5 separate regions of the Mus musculus genome follow, and regions 1, 2, 3 and 4 are each linked to region 5. Evidence: chromatin contacts called from public HiChIP or PLAC-seq and promoter capture Hi-C data. All regions are on one chromosome and are shown on one strand. Each heading gives the region's core, a stretch centred on a gene start, on an enhancer-like site or on the middle of the called end of the contact. The rest is flanking DNA. Distances are from core to core; before and after follow the strand shown. Region 1 holds the start of Ift172 (intraflagellar transport 172). Region 2 holds the start of Trmt44 (tRNA methyltransferase 44). Region 3 holds the start of Krtcap3 (keratinocyte associated protein 3). Region 4 holds the start of Slc5a6 (solute carrier family 5 (sodium-dependent vitamin transporter), member 6). Region 5 holds the start of Uvssa (UV stimulated scaffold protein A).

Region 1 (3,639 bases), core at 202-2,701, 2.1 Mb after region 5:
TATTCTACTGTTGCGCTATATAACCAATCCCTTCCCTGCACTTTTGACTCCAGCACTCACTTTGGGGAAATGGTCAGAAGGGCTGAGCTGTCTTAGGAGCTGACAGGAGAGCAGCCACCACTAATGTGCCCTTGGTGCCATGTGTTCTCACCCCGGGCACACCAGTGCCTCGTCTTTGTTTTCTTTTTCATCTATGTCTTTGTTCATTCAAAGTTAATAATAATTGTAATCCATAAATGAGTTTATATTTATACTCTAACATATCCAGAGGATTCTAGAAATAAAGCTGAGGGGTTTGGATGCCCCTATCAAAAAAAGTATAATTTGAGTTCTGGGACCTATTTGTTACCTGTGAAAAAAGGGAATCTGTCCCCTTCTGATTCTTAATTTTCTAGAGGGATGTGGTGGCAGGAAGAGAAATACTCGTTACCATTGGCAACTGCAGTGCGCTCAAGGCTTTGGGCCCAGCATTTGCCTGGGGGGCATATGCTATGCTTTTAGGGGGGGATAGGGCTTGCCCACCTTGGGTCATTTAGAGAAGGCCTATGACTAACGTTTCTGCATTTCATTCTGTCTCTTGATCTTTTGGGAGAAACAAGAACAAAAATTATTGAAAGGATCCCAAAGAAGATGGTATCTTTTTTTGCTTAACTAATCACAACCACAGGTGTCATGCAGCTCTAAACTAGGAGGGGAACCAAGCTCTGGTCTGCCTCCTGCACTGTCCCATAGAGACATCTGGGTTTCAGGAATCTGCCTTGAACTCAATGACCAAACAGGGTGCCTTTTCTTTCCCTAGCCAGTGCTTCCAATATATCCACCATATCCTGGATAATTTCCTGAGACTGTGTTTCAGAGTAGAGAAGTTGGGCATGGAGACAATGAGTTGAGGAGAGTTGAGCCTTCTTACGGGAATTAAAAGGTTATTAGCTGTGGGTTAAATGCCGGTTCCACCCTTTACAAGCTGTTTTAACTTTGGCGAGTAACTCCTTTAATCTGCCTCCTGTTGGGTAAAATGGGTCTGTACCGCTGCTGAATTCAAACACAGTGCCAAGTATATCCTTGAGCTTTCACTGTTATCTGTCAGTATTGAGTGGCCTCCCGCAAGTCACCTAAGTTTTGGGATGACGTGAAGATTTCAGCTCCGCGAATTGTCTTTTGCCTCTCGTAGCACCTGCCTTGCTCTCCTCCAGAGTTTAAGCAACTAAAGCACATCTGGCCGGGTAGGACAATAAGAAAACGTAAGGATATGGTGACGTAGAATCCGGAGAGGACCGAAGACTTGTGGGCGGAGGTTTGCGTTAGGTTTGCATGCAGCCACAGGATTGGTCGCGGAGAGAATTCCACAACCCCTCTTATGGGCCCGCCTTAGGACTCACTGCGCTTGCGCACGTCCTGTTCGCTCCGTCGCGAACCCACTACGTGACCTTATGACGTATGTCGCACTCACGTTGCCTGTGCGTCAGCGGTTAGCGCCGCCGATGCTTGGCGGGTTGTCCAGGTAACCACGGGAGTTGTCTCGGTCAGTGAGCATCCGAGACCGGTGTACGTCATGCAGTTGAAGCACCTGAGGACCCTGCTGAGCCCTCAGGTGAGGAATCGCATGCCTCTTCCATTCCCAGGCCACCAGGCGTTCAAAAAAAAAAAAAAAAAAAAAAGTAAGGGAACATAAGTTCATACTTTTTGAGCGTCTACTTTGTTCAGAAGACCGTGAAAGCTCTTTCAGCAGGCGACATGCATCACTAACGACTCTAAGCTTTCTTTGCATGACATTACATCAGTTGAGTGCCAGGCCCCAAGCTTAGGCTCTCCGGGATCACCCGCATTACGCGTCAAGGCTCTTTTTGGAAGGAGAGGCGCATATATAGTCAACCTTCATAAGTCTACACAGGATGAAATGAGCACTTTAGATATAAACCCTAAAAAAAGGTAGAGCAGAAGCTGAACCCTCTTTTGGATTGTGAAAGTGTGTCTCCTCAGAAGCAGAAGAGGCTGGGTGGGCGCTGGAGGAGGAGCCCAGAGACATAAACGAAGATTATGTTTGGTTTGGGCGTGAAGAGGACAGAGTCTCTGTCTTAGCTTAGCTCCAACACTGACTTGACCAAATGGTATTTCTGGCTTTAACCATCACCATACGCAATCATTCTATCACTAGCTTCTTCATCTGGTAAAGAAAAGGCGCAGGGAGAGCAACTGTAAGCGACTTAGGAGAATGTTAAATAAAGTTCTACACAGAACAGAATCTTATAAGCCTTGGTAGCCCAGGCTAGTAATCTCAGCAATTGTGGAGGTAGGAGGATCAGGAATGCAAGGCCATTCTTAGCTACGTGGAGAGTTCAAGGCCAGCCTGGGCTACTTGAGACTCTTAGGAGAGGGGGTAGGGGAAGGGAGAGAAGGGAAGGAAAGGGGAGGGGAGAAAAGGGGAGGGGGAAGGGGAAAAGGGAGAGAGGAGGGAAGGGAAGGGGAGGGTAGGAGAGAGAGAGGGGGGAGGGGAGAGGAAGAGGAAGAGGAAAGGCCTGTGAGCTGGCTCACTGGCTAAGGTACTTGCCACTAAGCCTGACCTCCTGAGTTTGAGCCCTGTGACCCACACAGTGGAAGGAAAGAGCCAGCTTGTGCAAGTTGTCCCACCCCACTCAAAATGTAAGGAAAAAGTTTTAAAGAGCATAAGAAAACTGGAAAGCCATAAGAAGGATGATTGACAAGAGAGAAAGGCATTCCAAAGTGAAAGGACAGGCTAACACAACACAGATAAGAAGGTTGGCTATGGGGGAAATGACTCATCACCAGCGTGGGAAACTGAGTTCAGATCTCCAGCATCCTCTTCAGAGCCAGGTGCACCTGTAATCTCAGTGTTTCGAAGGTAGACAGGTGGTCCCTAGAGTTCTAGTCCTAGAACTGGAATTACGAGCTTTCAGTGCAATGAGAGACTCTGTCTTTCAAAAAGTAAGATGGAGAATGACTGTGAAAACACTTGACCTCTGGTCTCTACATGCACACATAGACAGGCCCATATAGCAACATCCTCCCGACACACACAGACAGACAGACAGACAGACTCCCTTACCTGATTGTGCTGTTACATGCCTGTAGTCTTAGAACCTAGGAGGCTGAGGCAGGAGGATGGCTGTGAGCTCAAAGCCAGTTTGAATATGTAGCAAGAACTTCTTTTTAAAAAGTAAGAGTAGCAAGCATAATGGCTCATGCCTGTAGTATGAACACTCAGGAGCAGGAGGTAGATTTCTGTAAGTTCAATGCCAGTCTGCTCTACACAGCGAGTTCTAGGCTACACAGAGAGATCCTGTCTCAAAAATTAATTCTAAGAATAATATATGGCAGAATTAAGCCATCAATACATATACCATTAGACATTAGAATTACAGCTTATATAGTCAAACATACATGGATTCAAATATTGCATCTGCCATCTAAAAACTGTCTATATAAACCTGAGCAAGTTTCTTAATTTTCAATGCCTCAGTTTCTCCGTATGTAAAATGGGAATAATAATAGCTTGTACTTCAGAGTTATGAGATGTGGTACTTAATAGGTGTCAAGCATTTATGAAAATGCCTGCCTGGCTCCATTTCACTTAATCCACAAGGCAGATAGCCAGGGCACTTACTGTAGAGAGAAGAGAAC
Region 2 (3,674 bases), core at 245-2,744, 2.2 Mb before region 5:
TTAGAGCAGAGGCATGTGGTTGTTGTGCTGATATAAAAACACAGCTTTGACCTTAAAGGGAGTGAGGGATAGCTTAGTCTGGAGACAAATATGAGTGACTATGGTTTAAAAACTATGTTCATACGTGGTGACAGTTTTTTTAATAGTAACAAAATCCATAAAGTAAGTATTTTTAAAATACAAGGATGGGTACCAACAGGTAGGTGGGTTAGAACAATGAGGGGAAATTGCTGGAGACATTTTTAGCCTTCATGTTGGTGGAAGCTAATAGTTTGTACATTCCAAAGGATTTAACAAATACTTTGTTTCGGACCTCAGGTAACAAAGTAAGAAATGAAAGACCCACAACGTGAGGACTCCCCCACGTTCTGACTCAGGAGAGGCGACACCCCAAAATCACCCACAAGAAACGGGCCTGTTGCAAAATGCAAGAGGATTTTTATTCAAGAGCGCTCTCGGGCCCACGGTCATACACCACGAAGGGGTAGAGGACCGTGGCGCCCCGAGTAGCTGAGTAAGGGGGTATTTAAAGGAAGAAACCACAACTCAAGGAGGTGGGAAGGGCATTGTTGGAAAATAACAAAAATACCAGTTAAGAGTCACAAGGAAGTGCAAAGTTACAAGAGTCACGAGGAATACCTGGTAATTGTGAGGGTTATTTTTCAAAACAGTTTCTAAGAGCCCCTAACAAAAGCACATTTGTATATGGCAATGGTCAGGGTGACTTTCTTTGAATGAGCACTCTTTGAACCCAGGAAGCGGGTGGGTAGAGGAATGTCGCTATCTGTTTTATGATTAGCATACCTTTACAAAGGCCACATTCCCAAGCCTGGGCCTAAAGGCCTAGAATTCTGTTTTTACTTTGTTATACTTTCAGAACGTCTGTGTTATAGGTTTCTTATGTTTTCTGATGCCAGCTTTATCTTTTGGGTTGGTAGGAGGTTACTTTCTGGCAAGTTAATGTATTCCAGTCAAAGAATTTGGAGTCAGACACAGGTGGGCAATGCATGGCTATAAAGGAGCTAAATAATCGCCCAAGGTAATGCTAGCTTTGGGTCCGCATTCCAATTCTTTACAATCATGAAGTTGTAGTTAGCCAACCAGCTTTGTAGAATCCTTCATATAAGTGTGGCTTTCTGCTGAGTGTATCAGTTACGTCTTGTTTGCTCAAGTAACTTCCTCTCCTCTCAGTATTATTAGCTTTGTCGTGAGAGGTGGAACCTCTGGGGGCAAAATTTCATTTAGGGGGCACGAATCGGATGTACCGCTTGGGAGCTCTTATTTCCAAGCAAGAAAGCAAGCAGAGAAGGGGTTGTACATTCAGTCGTTGAGGACCCCAGGAGGCTGTATCCACTGCGGCCCACACTCTGCTCCTCCCGCGTCCCAGGCTCCGCCAGCGGCTCCGAAGCTACCGCCCAGCAAAAAGGACAAAGGGATGGCCTTCCGGGTCCAGGCTCTAACTCCCGTGAGTCAATGCGCTTCCGGGTCGCGTCATCCCAACGCGCCGAGCGCGCAGCCATGGAGGAGCTGGGTAGAGTGCGGCTAAGCGATCCTGATGCCCTGCTACCTGCAGGCTTCTGGGCCGCCGTGACCGTGTGGCTGGAGAGGCCACAGGTGGCCAACAAGAGGCTGTGCGGCGCCCGCATGGAAGCCCGCGGGAGAACTTTGCGGTCCCACGCCCAGGCGGAGTGTGGACCGCGGCAGGGACAGGGACACGGGCTGGAGAGGGAACCCGGACAGGCTTCTCCTAAAGGAGAGCCAGAGTCGGGACCTAGGGCGAGCCGCGAAGGCACCGCTCCCGCGGCTGACCTGAACTCGCTATGGGACCGAGTCTCCCAAAGCCTCGTCCACGCCAATCCGGAAATGCTGGCCTTCCTCTGTGGCCCCTCGTTGGGTCCTCAGCCTGAAGCCGCGCAGGAGCTCGACCTGATTCTCAGGACTGTCATCCCGAAAGCGAGCCCGCACTCCCCACTCACAGAGCCGAAGAAAGAACTGGTAGTGCAAGGTAGGAGAGTAGTGGGAAGAGCGCAAACAGACTGAAAAGCGTTCGCTTTTTGAGACAGGGCCTTATATGGCCTGGAATTCGCTATGTAGAACAGGCTGGCCTCGAACTCACAGAGATACACCCGCCTCAGCCTTCCAAGTACTGGGATTAAAGGAGCGCCACACCACCCACCACCCAGCTCTGGCCTTGTATTGTCTAAGTGCTAGCTATAATGGTGTGTCCAAAGTGTAGAGCCCTCTCCCCAGTGCTGGACAGCCACTAAGGACTGGAAAGCATTACTCTCCTGTCCATCGCTGCTCAGTTCTACTTCCAAGGGATCCGTTTAGAGCAGTTATGACCTGATAGCCTTGTCTTTCCCCCTCAGATGTCTCCAGTGGGAGTGTCACCTTTTTGCCCTTGGAAGAAGATAATGAGGGGAATTTGGAGGTTAAAACGAGCAACGTGTATCAACTCCATCTCCATCACAACGAAGGAGAATGGTAAGAGCTGGACGCTGCTGTTGCACCACTATGTGATGCCCATCCCGGATGTCCTATCAGCAGTCAACTGGAAGATTCTGGGGTACAGAAGAGCCAAGGTCTTGTGTTGGTTGGCTGATCTCAGATGTATACTATAGTCACCACTCTGCTGGTTCCTGGCGCTGGTACTGGATTGGGGATCACAATGTAGCCAGAGTCCTTGATCTCTATATTCCATATGCCGGTAGGGGTGTACAGCAACTAGCTGGGGTACTCTGTTAGTCAGCTTTCTGTTGCATAATACCCAAGGGAGTCAACTTAAGGATGCTTGAGGGCCAGTGAGATGACTGTGCATAAAGGTGCTCGTTTCAAATCTTACAAGCTGAGTTTGATCCCTAGAGCCCACATGTTCTGTGAGCTGTCCTCTGTCTTTTAAACACACACACACACACACACACACACACACAGATATAGATGTATGTGTATAATTTTAAACGGGTATCATATTTTAGTTTGTGATCATTCCCTCTTTGGTTTTGGGGCCTGTAGTGAGGAACTAGGAGCATAAGGGACCATGGACAAAATCTGCCCTTAAAAGCCCACCGCCAACACAACTCCCTGCTTACTCCAACAAAACCTCACTCACCCTCTAAGTCCCCACCACCGCCAATGTCCCTTAAGCTGAGTGTATCTACGAGTTAGCCTGTTGATGAGGTTGGTCCTGTCATGGTCCAGTCACCTCCCCAAGGTTCCACTTTTAAACTCAGCTGAATTGGGGACTGAGCCTTCAACATAGGAGCCTTTAGGGGACTTTTTATCTAGACCAAATTCACATGAGCTCTATCCGATTATCATACTGCTATTTGTGTATCTTGGTCCAGAGTAGGGGGTGGAATATCCTGTCATAGTTTAGAGTCCCTCTTATAAAGTACAGGTTTGTCATTCAGTGGTAGAACACCTGCCCATTTTGTGCCTTAGCGAGGTCTTGGGTTTGATACCTGCAACAACAACACGCACACACACACACACATGCACATGCACACACACACACACACACATACACATACACACATTGAAAGAATGCTGTAGTTGCTCCTCCCTTCTGGGAAAATGAACATGTCACTTAGGACTAAGGATTGAAGCTAGCATTCTCATTGGTATTTCTCTTATTTTTGAAGGTTCATATCTGTTTTAATTTTCTGTCCAGAGAG
Region 3 (3,876 bases), core at 770-3,269, 2.1 Mb after region 5:
ACCCCTCCCCACCCAGCTCTCAGCTGCCTAGTCCCCCTTCCACACTCTTGCAAACGCTGCCTTTTCACCTTCTACCACAGGTTACCCCATTTTGAGGAACAAAATTGAATTTAAGCGGCCTGGGAAGGCTGCTAACAAAGACAACTGGAACAAGTTTCTTATGGCCATCAAGGTTAGAGAAGGAGTCTTAAAGACAAAGGAGGCAGTCGGGTGGGGTAGGGGGCGCTGCAAATAGGAATCTCAAAACCCTGCTCAGCCAGGAGCTGATGGTTCCTCTCCTGTTCTCCACTTTGCTCACAGACCTCTCACAGCCCAGTGTGCCAGGACGTGCTCAAGTTCATCAGCCAGTGGTGCGGTGGTCTCCCTAGCACCAGCTTTTCCTTTCAGTGACTGGCGCAGCCGAGACGCTTACATCTGTCCCTCATTAAAGTTCTCTGAGTAGTGGAGACTGCTGCATTCTTTGCTCAATGTCTCTCCACCACAGCACACTGCCCCTACTCTACAAGTAACTGTAATCAGGCAGAAGACAAAATACAAGTTCTTTTATTACAATTATTTATACCACCCTAGGGTCAGGGCCCCCGTGCGTAGTAGAAAACACCTGTGGACTGCGCCTCAGAAGAACACCTGCCTGACAAAGAAAAGAGCCAACCTGAGTCAGAGAGCAAGCAGCGTAGCCCCCGTCCCCAAGAATGCATCCCACCCCAGGGCCTTCACCTGACCTAAACCCAGGTCTTCTGTAAGGCCTGGAAGTCCTGACGGCCATGGAGCAGCTGCACGTTCTCCTGCCTTTTACACTCGGGAAGTTCAAGCTCTGTCAGTTCCTGCAGCTGCCCAAAGGAGGGAATTCAGTAATTGGGACTTAAATTGACACACCAGCTCCTTTTCAACACAACCAGGGTATGGAACGAGCCCTTCCTGTTCCTCTTCCTTACCTGTTCCTGCAACCCTTCCTTCCTGCAGGGCCCAATTCCCCGTAGCGTGAGTGCAGCCACACAACAGTAACCAGAAAGAGCAGCCTCAGCTGCAGACATGAACAGAGAAGGGATCCAGAGAGCCAAAGCTGTATCCTAAAACCCAAAGTAACAAAGAGGACTAGGCCTTGGAGCAAAGGTGAGGACCAGAGTTTCTCCAATAGCAAGAATAAGCTCACATAAATTCTTGTGGGATCAAAGGAGCAGTCAGTGTGTCCAGGCCCCTGGTCCAGCGGTATGGAAGGATCCATCAGTCCTGGGTGGCAATCAGCAATAAGACGGCGGCCACCATTGGCAACAGTGAGCGATACAGCCAGGAGGAGGCCCATGGAGCAGGCAGCAGACAAGAGCAGGTTCACCAAGGCCAGCGTCAGCAGGGCCCAGTGCTAGTGGGGTAGAAGACCTGGGTAAACAGCCTGTTTGTTTCTCCGTGATACTTCTCTATTTGAGGCTCCTGTCCATTGGTAGTGTGCTGAGACACCTCCTCCACCCTTCTCACCAGTCGTGGGCGAAGAAGGTTCCTGGATGCCAAGAGGGCCACAAGTCCCACTGAAACGCTCTGCGGAAGCAACAAGCCTAATAGGGCTTACTGGCTCTCAGCGCCCAGCCCAACCCGCCTTGCCTGTCCACCCTCCCGCGACGCTCACCAGTAGTCCCGAACCCACAGAAATGACATTGGCTGTGGTGTACTCAGGAGTGACCGCGCCTCGGGGGTTGGCCACGTGCCGCAGAACAGTACCATGCAACACAGCTCCCACCAGGAGGTTCACGTGGCCCACCAGGATCAGCGCGAGTCCCACGCGCATCAGCCGCCTGGGCCCTCGGGCGGCATCTGCAAGGTAGGGGGAGGGGCGGACAGTAGCCGTGCAGGGCGGGGCCCCAGGCCCAGCGTCGCCCTGTGGGACCACAGGTGCGGTAGAAAGCCGTACAACTTACCGAAGGCGCAGACGCCGCAGCACCTCATCGTGGCCGCTCTACTCCCTCCGCCCATAGGCTCTACCTGGACCTGGCTTTGTCCCGACGCCGACCTCAAGCGCCGCTTCCGCGCCGCCGCAGGCGGCTCCACCTGGCCCCGCCCCGCCCCTGACCTAAGGCCCGGCCTCCAAGGGGCCACCCTACCTGGGCCCGCCCCGCCCCAACCGAAGCGGCGGTGCCACCCACTGAGCCGCAAGCACAACACAAGATGCTTTAGCAAAAAGTAGACTTTATTACAGCAGCAACTGAGGTGATTCGAATGCCCCCCCCGGGGGGCCACCCCTGCAGCACCACCTTTCTCTCCTGCCCATGCGCCCCAGCGGGATTGTAGAACTCAGCTTCCCCAGTGCCCGTGGGCCTCCTGTCCACACAAGTAGGGCAGGAGGCAGCAGGTCAGCTACTAGCCCCCAGCTAGAAGGTGGCTGCTGAGAAGGCCCAGGCCCACGTCTGTGCAAAACAAGTAAACAAAGTGCAGAGGGGAGGAAGAGAGGGGAAGGGGCAGGGTGATACTCAACCAGGGAGCCCCTAAAGCCCTCCTAAATAATATGGGCGCGAAGGGTAATACTGACTGGGGAGAAGGGACAGGAGGACTGCAGCATGCCCAGGGACAGCCACAGCCTGGCTAGGGGCCTGGCTCAAGTGAGCTCTACGAGGAGACGGTGACAGTGGCTGTGTTGAGTGTACTGTTCCTGGTGAAGTTGAACTTGTTGAGCGTCTCCTCCAGCAGAGAAGTCAGGCGGCTCTGATCAGCCTGGGGAAGCAGCTCAGTAAGGCAGGGCTGAGAGAGGGGGGGCAGGGAGGCACCCAGAACACAGGCAGGACCCTCACCTCACTAATGAAGCCCAGCTGCACCAGCTCAGCTGCCAAGTCCGGGATGCTCTCATCTGACAGAGAGACAGGAGGGGTGCTTGAATACAGTCTGGGAGGATCAGAGCCCTGTCAAGTACTGTCCCTGTCCCTGTCCCTGACATGTCCCCTCAAGGGATATGGCTCATAGATCCTCCCTCCTCCAAAAGAAAGGAGAGGCTCACTTGGCATCAGGTCACAGCTCAGGTGCCGGTTCAATTTGTCCTCCAGCTTCAGCAGAAGTGTTAGCTAGAAAAAGGACAATCAGAATGAGGCTCCTTCTCCCCAGCAGGCCGCGTGGTCAGCCCTGGGAAGCCCCGCCCTGAGCTTACATGGTGTTTGACTCCCTCCTCCACAGATTCGATGTTGCACTGCATCAGCACCACCTGAACAGGACAGACAAGGAGGACAGTCTAGAGACTGCTCAGTGACACCCCTGAGACTTTCCGGCCCACGGAAGAAAACGGTGGCCAGCAGGCAGAAATGCATTCCATACAGGACAGTGCCTTAGTTAAGATGTCTCTATCCCCATGGCCAAAAATACAATCATACCAGAGTCCCCACCTTTCGTGTCTCCACTTCAGCTGGCTCAGGAGTTGGAGTCTTGACAGAGGGGGGCACAACAGGTGATGTCACCTCCTCCTGCTGTGGCTGCTGAGGCCGAGGTAGCCCAAAGGCTGTCAGAGGGTAGATCCCATTCCTGGTGGGAGATGATATAAGTCACACAGACTCTGTGAAAGCTTCAAGACACCTGTCCCTACTTCCTCCCAGAAGCCCACCCTATCTCACCTGACATCTTCAAGGAATTTGTCTAATTCTAGGGCTGGTGACTGAGAGTACCTGGAAGAAAAAGTAAATAACATGAGACTCACTCTACAGAGCCTTGGATGGTAGTGACCAATCTATCCCTTTCAGACCCTCAGCTGGTTACTCACAAAGTCTGAACTGGTTCTCGTCCTGGCCCTGCGGGAATTTCAGCTAGTACAGCACTGGTATCCATGTTCTTGGTGATCTCCTCTAGAGCGTTCTCTGGGATCATGTCTGGTGGGTATAATGGGGTGGAATATTATGTGAAGACACA
Region 4 (3,850 bases), core at 1,347-3,846, 2.3 Mb after region 5:
CCTGAGTTCAATTTCCAGCAACCACATGGTAACTCACAGCCATCAATAATGAGATCTGGTGCCCTCTTCTGGCACACTATACACAATAAATAAATAAATAAATAAATAAAAATTTAAAAAAGAAAAGACAAACCAACCAAATAAAAAGGACTTCAACAAATTATTTTTCCATTTACTGTGTGCCTACAAACTACAAAAATCATAACATAAAATATATATGTTTTTGCAAGCCTGTAATCCCAGCTACTCAGGAAGCTGAGGCAGGAGGATCACAAGTTCATGGTTAGTGTGGGCAATTAGTGAGATCATGTGTCAAAATACTGAAAAGAGCCAGATGTGATGGCTCACCCCTGTAATCCCAGTACTTGGGAAGCTGTAACAGCAATGATATGAGTTTGAGACCAAAACCTGTGCTACATAGTACCAGGATAGGCAGGGCTATATAGCAAGACTCTGTCTCAAAGAAAACAAAAGGAAAAGCAAATCCAAAAAAGGTAGCTTGCATAAAGTCCTAGGTTCATTTCCTAGTACCCAGAACAACAATAAGAAGAAGAAGGAAAAAAAAAAATTAAAGGCTGGAAAGATGGCTTAGCAGTTAAGAGCCAGTATTGCTCCTACAGAAGACCTGAGTCTAGTTCCCAGTACCCACACTGTATCTCACAACTGCCTATCATTCCAGCTCCAGGAGGATCCAAGGCCTCTGAAATTTTCCAGCACCTGCACTCAAGTGCCTGTACCCAGACAGTCAGACAGACAGACAGACACAATTAAAAACAAAAAAATAAAATGAAGAAAAATTTAAATGTATTTTAGTAAAAATAATACAAAGACTTAATAATAAAACTATTTTAAATGAAGCCACAAAAGCCTATAAAATGGCAAAAACTATGATTTGTCATTCAGGGAAAAAAAAATCAAAAGATCATTTACTTATCGAAAAATCATCAAATTCAAATGTTTAGAATCGAGCATTAAATGTCTCCACTTAGGTACTAATATTTATCCCCAGAGCCTGCTAGGCAAGTCTGTAGACTCCAGTCTGGGAACTCTAAAAAGTTCAAAAGAATATTCAAGGATGTCTTCTCCTCCCTCACCCCAAGATGGTGCCCTTCTGATTCAGGCAGCATCGGGCCTGCATTAGCTTCGATGTATCCTCACAGTAAGCAGCCACTCTGGACAAATTGTGCATACCTCCCGGACACAGGGTGCATATCTGCAGAAGAGAAAGAAACCTGATTAAGACTCCAGAAAGAAAAAAAAAAAAAAGAACAAGTCAGTAGCCTTTCCAGAATTCCCATAATGCAAAGCGGAAAAGTGCCTTTTGTAAACAGAACCCATTTTTTTCCCTTAAAACCCCCGCACCAAATCAGCGCACTGTACGAGAGAAGATCCTCGTGTTTGTGCATTATTACTTGACTATACTGTGTCCTCTCCAGAGACTTCTCCACCTGACAGGCATGGTTTGGCAAGTGTTAAAGGGCTGCAGGTACACAGCGTACTCAAGCATCACTATATATTTAGATAGATAGATAGATAGATAGATAGATAGATAGATAGATAGATAGATAGATAGATAGATAGATAGATAGTCGTGCCATTGCACCACGCACAGCATTCGTGCAAGGAGAGCTGGCAGAAGAACCCTGGGACTCGTCTGGGAAGCACTATTTAAAATTATTCAAAAGCAAGGAGATCAAATTTCAAAGGACTCTGAATGTGGGCAGGGCGAAGGTGCTAGTGGCCTGCACTACGTGAGTACTGGACAACACCATCCCCGCAGGCACAGGGCCCGGGGAAGCTTCAGGGACAAAAATCTGAGCTTCCGACTGGCCAAAGGGACAGACACCGGCGGGCGAGCTGGATTCCGGGCTGACGGCCAGCAACCTTCTTCAGCCAGATCTCAAACTTTCTTCTGTACCTCAGGTAGAGCCAGGGCCCTCTCCACGCCCAGAACCAGGAGCAGGGCGGCCGCCCGAGAGCCGCCTGACTCCCGAGACGCCATTTCCCACTGCTTTCCACCGTCTTGACAGCTCGCGAGAACCGAGCGCGAGGCTCCGCCCCCAGCGTGTCACGCGCCAGCCTTGAGGCGAGGCTTAGCTTCCAAATCCTGTCACTCTGGGGCGTGGCCTGGTCCGCCCGGGGCACGAGCCGTGGAGCCCGAGGCGTAATTTGCCCGCAGGTTCGGGCTGCTCGCGGAATTCTGAGCTCCTGTCCTGCGCTTGCTCGCGGTGGACAGACCCACCATCTCTCCATTCTTCCTGGAGCGCAGGCCTGTCCAGTTAGCGCTTAGTTGCCTTGAGCTACTGCATGACCCTCAGCCCGGTGCGGACGCCCGGGCAGCTCCATCCGCCCTTAGTAAACATGGCGGCGCTGGGACCCGGGAGGGCGGGGGTAGGGGGCGGGGTCCTGCTGTCCCGCTGTCACCAAGTCAGGAGGTGCGAGCCGAGCCGAGCCGGGCCGGGCTGGCCTGCGGGCCAGCTGCCCTCATGTGGAGATCTCAAAGGTGGGCAGGGCGGGTGTAGGATGGGCCGGGCGAGGCGGGGATTGGGCAGGGCCGGAGAGACTGAGTTCAGTCGCCTGGAGGCGGGACTGGAAGGGGCGGGGCGGGGTGAGCCTCTCGGTGTGGGCTTTGGGGAAGGTCTTAAATACTAGTGCAAAGTCGTGGGTTCGCCACGTGCGGAGAGAAGGGGAAAGCTGAGCCGAGAGAGGGTAAGGGTGATGGAGGAGTGAAGATCGGAGGGCGAAGGGCAAACGCTGGCAAGAGAACACGAGCCTGGGAACCCTTCACCTTAATGTTGCGTAGTGTTCTGCAGCCCGGGCAAGGACGCGAAGCGGGAAAGACGCTTCCTTAACTCATGTTCTTTGCCTTGCCAAGGGGGAAAAACCAATGCTGGTTTCGGAAAGAACGTAGGAACTTTGGTAGCCCTGGCCGAACCACCGACGCAAGGCAAGCAGAACAGCAGCAGGTCTGACTGGAAGGGCGCTGGGAGAGACCCATCACACCTAAGGGGACAGCTATTGCTCTGGGTGACGACTCCTCAAAAGGTAACTAGAGACAATTAGAGCTCATCTCAATTAGCCTGCCAATGCTTCCATTCCACAGGCTCCAGGTATCTGCCTGGAAATCCTGAATTTGCATTTATCAATACATTTAGCTGGTGGGATATCTTGTTTTAATGAGAAAGGCCATTCAGATCTTGAGGAATATTAAGCCCTAGATATTGGTGACAGTTGGCCCTGCAGGTGTTCCCTTATATTTCAAAGGGGGAAGAGGGTGAGGACTTAGCTCTGGCATTCCTAGTTAAGTCTTGTCCCCAGTACTGAAAGAAATGAACCCACAAACCTCAATACCTTTCATTGCAGATAAGTCCCATGCAATGTGAGACCTTTTTAAAAGACATGTCCACTGTTGTGAATCAGTGGAGTTTGTAGAAAGCCACTGTTCTTTTCCTAGAATTGGATCGTATGAAAGTTGTGTTACTGCTGGCTTGGCGTTTTCCTGTCTGCTTACCTCTTCTTCCTCTATCCCAGAGGCTTCGTGGTTTCTCAACGCAGATAATTAATCAGGAAACTCTAGAAGCAGAGGAACCAAATCGGTACTACCCGACCACTTGGTGTTTTATTTTGAGACCGTGTAGCTTTGGTTGGCCTGGAACTCATAGAGATCCACCTGTCTGCCCCCTGTGTGCTAGGATTGGTCTAGAAGGGTTTTTTCTTTATTTTTTGTTTTGTTTTTGTTTTTGAGACAGGGTTTCTCCGTGTAGCCCTGGCTGTCCTGGAACTCACTCTGTAGACCAGGCTGGCCTCGAACTCAGAAATTCGCCTTCCTCTGCCTCCCAAGTGCTGGGAT
Region 5 (3,655 bases), core at 378-2,877:
ACGACTACTTTAAAGATTGGGTCCGGGCTGGAGAGATGGCTCAGCGGGTAAGAACACTGACCACTCTTCTGAGGTTCTGAGTTCAAATCTCTGCCACCACATGGCGGATCACAACCATCTGTTATAAGATCTGACGTCCTCTTCTGGTGTCTGAAGACAACTACAGTGTACTTATGTATAAAAATAAATGAATCTTTTAAAAAAATATTGGGTTCTATGATGGTACATGCCTATGACCCCAAAGGAACACTTAAGTGGAAGCAGGAAGATCAGAAATTCACAGCCAGCCTTAGCTACATAGTAAAGAGGTTAACCTGGGCTACATGAGAATCTGTCAGAGAGAGAGAGAGAGAGAGAGAGAGAGAGAGAGAGAGAAGAAGAAGAAGAAGAAGGAGGAGGAGGAGGAGGAGGAGGAGGAGGAGGAGGAGGAGGGAGAGGAGGAGGAGAAGGAGAAATAATAATAATAATAATAATAATAATAATAATGATGATGATGATGATAATAATAGGTAGCTCAGTGGTACAGTTTGCTTGGGGACAGCATGCTTGGGGCTCCTGAGCATCCCTGGGGGTGGGGCGGGGGTGGGGAGGCCAGAGCCACTGACCCAATCATGAACTCTTTACTCCAACGGAAAAGAAGAGGATCTACTTTTACTGACATAGTGTGATAGCTTTATACCTTACAGAAATCGTCAGAGGCACCAAGTTCAGAGTTTGCGCGACATTCTGGACCCAGGTACACCAGGATTACAGCCCCAGAAATCCTTTAGTGGTTCCTGAGACAAGGCCTTACTATGTAGCCCAAGCTGCGGGGAACTCATGCTACTCCCAACTCTACCTCACAACAGGCAAATGCCACCATGCCCTGGTGATCAGATAATTCCTTCCTAGGTAGTGAATGCAGGAGGTGGCAGAGGTGTACAAGAGGGCAGAGGGTCCACAATCTCCACGGTGTGGGTGCTCAGGGGACATTGGCACATTTAGCCTCAATACATACTTGCAAATTTTCTTCAGTTCCTTCATTTTCTGAGCATTGAGTTGGGATTCTCCTGAAGTTGTGAGCTCCTCTATCAACTGTGAAAGTTTCTGATCCATATCTAGAAACAAGGGACGCGGAGATGCTGAGTTAACATACAATAAATACTTCACGGTCTTAGTTTTAAGTTTATGGGGGACTCCAAATACTGGGGATTACGGCAAAGGCCCTAGGGTGTCTCTGTAGGTTGTCTCCCAGGCGAAGAAGGCTAGCCACCACATTCCCACGGAAGGCCATCAAGCCCTTCGGTGATAATTAGCTAAGGTTTTAAAGATGAGACTAACTCCGGCAGTCTTCGGTCAGCTGTGTGGGTGACGTTACCGCGGGCTAAGGGGAAATGTCACTAAATTTTAAGCAAACTGGCCGCACAAGAAACTCGCTCTCTGCAAGCGACAGTCTCTGGACAACTGCGGGGGCGACTGATCCGACCCTGCGGGCCGAGAATCTGACCAGCCACGACCCTCAGTCCGCCGCACTCGCTGCCTCAGGAGACGTAGTACCAGCGTCCCTCAGCCCCGGTGACACGGCCCGCAGGATGCAGCAGCTTGTTTCGCCCACCCCTTCCGGTGTAGACAGAGCTCTCTCTGTTACAGGCCCCAGAGAGCAGCGGGCACACACTCGCGAAGACCCGCGGCGCAGGAGCGGAAGTCACCGCGACGCGCCCGCTCTGGTCCAGTCCCTTTCAGATGAGGCAGCCACCCGTCTCCGTCATTTGCCTGGAGCGGCTCCACAGCGCAGGCGCGAGGACGCGGCAACGCGGTGACGCAACGCTCCTCCAGGGGGCGGGGCAGATCGAGAAGAACTAAGCGCGAGAAAAAGGAGGCGGGAGGGCCCGGCAAGTTCTTAAAGGGGCGGTGGCTTTGGGTCAGGAGTATGAGACTGAGGTGCAGAAAGAAGTTTTGATCTGGGGATCAGTTCTCTGGCCACCAGGAGGCTCGCGGCCTATGTACAGCCTCTGTATATCTGCTAAGAAAGCTCAGAAGGGAATCTGGGCGCAAGTCCGGTTGGGAAGGGTCGGCCCGCCTCCCTGACCGGGTCAGTTGTCCACCCCAGGACAGGCTATGGTGGGAGGCACCGTTGCAAGGCTGCCCTGGGGTAGTGGTGGTTGCACTGATTGGATGTTTTAAAATGTCAGTTCAGTCTCAACGTAGATGATTGTAGAAGATATGTCAGCTCTCGGCTAGAGCTGCTTGCTCCCTTCCTACAGCTTCACAGTGTTCAGGACTCTGGCCTCTACCAACCTCACGCTGCTTCAGCCCAACTCTTGAACGCACAGACCCCGGATACTGCCGCCTTAGCCGGCTCACAACTCGCTCTGCCTTTCCGCTGTCAGCTCCTGCTTCGCTTAGCAAAGGAGAAGCATACACCGGTCTCCCTGTGTATCCGGTTTGGGGTTCGGGTCTGCACCCATAGAGCGGGCATTCAGCCAGTTTGTGTGTCCTGCAGGACGGTCTTGAGCTTCTGGACTAGACTGTTAAAAGCATGGTGTGCCTACTGTCCCACCCACTTACCTACCCTTCCCTGAATCCGGGTCAGTGAACAAAGTCAACTGGACTCCCCCGACACGTCCGTCCCCTCCCCCCCCCTCCCCCGTTCATTTGTGTTGTGTTCAATATGTGAGGATCTGGCAACTCAACTTGTGATGTTTGGAATCTGAGCTCTTCCCACCACCTCTTGGCAGGTCCCAGTCCTCATACACTCGTGAGATTGATCGTGGACTGTAGTTTCTCATTTTACATGCACAGATTGCCCCCACCCATCCCACCCCCAAAATTTAAAGAGAATGAAATGTCTTTAAGATATTATTACATTTTTTTTTATTGGGGGGTTAGAAGGTGGGACCCTCCCTAGTATGATCAGGACAATTTCTGAGAGGTGGTTCTCTCCACCATGTGGGTTCCACTACTCAAACGGAAGTTGCCAGGCTTAGCAGCTGTGTGATCTCAGGAGTTGGAAAATGTCTTTTAAAGAAGTACAAGAAAAGGTTGTGTCAAGCCAGGCTTGTACATATGTGCGGCGGGGCGGGGGGGGGTGGGGGGGGTCCGTCAAAAGTTGAGCTTGCTGCAGACAGGAGCAAGAAGTGGCCTGCCAGCACTTCTCAGGGAGTCCTGGGAAGGAAACGAGAGCAGATCCAGACTCTGAGCAACTCAAGAACTGTAAACAATAAAGCTGATGAAAGGATTGCAAATCTCTTTTATAAGCCACAGTTCAATAGATTTTGAAGTTCAATATTGAGGAAAAAATTATGACAACAGCTACTCAAGTGATATGGAGGGAGGAAATGGTAATATATGTTCCAAGAGTTGTATTCTTACATAAATCGGTATACTACTTGAAGGTATATTGTGATAAACAGTCACATAGTATATGATGTCATTTCAGTTGATGTCAAACCAAATTCGACACCTAATGATATAGCAGATGTTTAAGTACATACTATGGTCACATAACGATGTAACTGCCTAATGACCCATTTCTCAGAACATACCACTATCATCAACAGAACCCCTAAAGTAAAAAAATTAATTAGATGCAACAGGGCAGAGAATGGCTTACTGACAGCATTTACACAGCTTGTGTGAGGCCCTAGATTTGATCCTGCAGAAAAGTGGGTCATCA

What was found. HiChIP or PLAC-seq counts read pairs in DNA pulled down with a chosen protein or histone mark. Capture Hi-C pulls out chosen DNA fragments and counts their contacts.
Region 1: an H3K27ac HiChIP or PLAC-seq map of stem cell-derived neural progenitor cells shows a contact between it and region 5, with 6 times the contacts expected there. The contact joins the promoter of Ift172 here to the promoter of Uvssa in region 5. A contact is called at or near these places in 4 of 39 promoter capture datasets (hippocampal neurons, liver and pre-B cells), 2 of 115 datasets of contacts at active chromatin or transcription factors (astrocytes and stem cell-derived neural progenitor cells) and 2 of 9 other capture datasets (adipose tissue and liver).
Region 2: an H3K27ac HiChIP or PLAC-seq map of thymic regulatory T cells shows a contact between it and region 5, with 9 times the contacts expected there. The contact joins the promoter of Trmt44 here to the promoter of Uvssa in region 5. A contact is called at or near these places in 2 of 115 datasets of contacts at active chromatin or transcription factors (double positive thymocytes and thymic regulatory T cells) and 1 of 9 other capture datasets (liver).
Region 3: a promoter capture Hi-C map of adipose tissue shows a contact between it and region 5, with 4 times the contacts expected there. The contact joins the promoter of Krtcap3 here to the promoter of Uvssa in region 5. A contact is called at or near these places in 1 of 39 promoter capture datasets (the 3T3-L1 cell line), 1 of 115 datasets of contacts at active chromatin or transcription factors (astrocytes) and 1 of 9 other capture datasets (adipose tissue).
Region 4: a contact with region 5 is called in a promoter capture Hi-C map of liver, with 6 times the contacts expected there. The contact joins the promoter of Slc5a6 here to the promoter of Uvssa in region 5. A contact is called at or near these places in 1 of 39 promoter capture datasets (pre-B cells), 1 of 115 datasets of contacts at active chromatin or transcription factors (astrocytes) and 2 of 9 other capture datasets (adipose tissue and liver).

The regions. Positions count from the first base shown.
Region 1 is chr5:31,288,926-31,292,564 of GRCm38.p6, reverse strand. It overlaps Ift172 (intraflagellar transport 172), which reads left to right and starts at 1,451. Exons shown (of 48, transcript NM_026298.5): 1 at 1,451-1,591. The coding sequence starts at 1,553. Fndc4 (fibronectin type III domain containing 4) reads left to right here. Exons shown (of 7, transcript NM_022424.6): 7 at 1-323.
Region 2 is chr5:35,572,890-35,576,563 of GRCm38.p6, reverse strand. Trmt44 (tRNA methyltransferase 44) reads left to right here and starts at 1,494. Exons shown (of 11, transcript NM_030208.3): 1 at 1,494-2,005; 2 at 2,370-2,484; 3 at 3,642-3,674. The coding sequence starts at 1,519.
Region 3 is chr5:31,249,849-31,253,724 of GRCm38.p6, reverse strand. It overlaps Krtcap3 (keratinocyte associated protein 3), which reads right to left and starts at 2,019. Exons shown (of 7, transcript NM_001363337.1): 1 at 1,911-2,019; 2 at 1,622-1,806; 3 at 1,474-1,533; 4 at 1,154-1,360; 5 at 936-1,070; 6 at 723-830; 7 at 528-631. The coding sequence starts at 1,938. The coding sequence ends at 723. It overlaps Nrbp1 (nuclear receptor binding protein 1), which reads right to left. Exons shown (of 18, transcript NM_147201.2): 12 at 3,731-3,836; 13 at 3,585-3,635; 14 at 3,360-3,495; 15 at 3,128-3,181; 16 at 2,981-3,044; 17 at 2,778-2,833; 18 at 2,162-2,700. The coding sequence ends at 2,596. It overlaps Ift172 (intraflagellar transport 172), which reads left to right. Exons shown (of 48, transcript NM_026298.5): 47 at 81-172; 48 at 301-446. The coding sequence ends at 390.
Region 4 is chr5:31,046,825-31,050,674 of GRCm38.p6, reverse strand. Slc5a6 (solute carrier family 5 (sodium-dependent vitamin transporter), member 6) reads left to right here and starts at 2,596. Exons shown (of 18, transcript NM_001360022.1): 1 at 2,596-2,709; 2 at 2,876-3,045. Atraid (all-trans retinoic acid induced differentiation factor) reads right to left here and starts at 2,035. Exons shown (of 7, transcript NM_027855.4): 1 at 1,919-2,035; 2 at 1,095-1,213. The coding sequence starts at 2,002.
Region 5 is chr5:33,376,668-33,380,322 of GRCm38.p6, reverse strand. Uvssa (UV stimulated scaffold protein A) reads right to left here and starts at 1,627. Exons shown (of 14, transcript NM_001081101.2): 1 at 1,321-1,627; 2 at 998-1,097. The coding sequence starts at 1,095.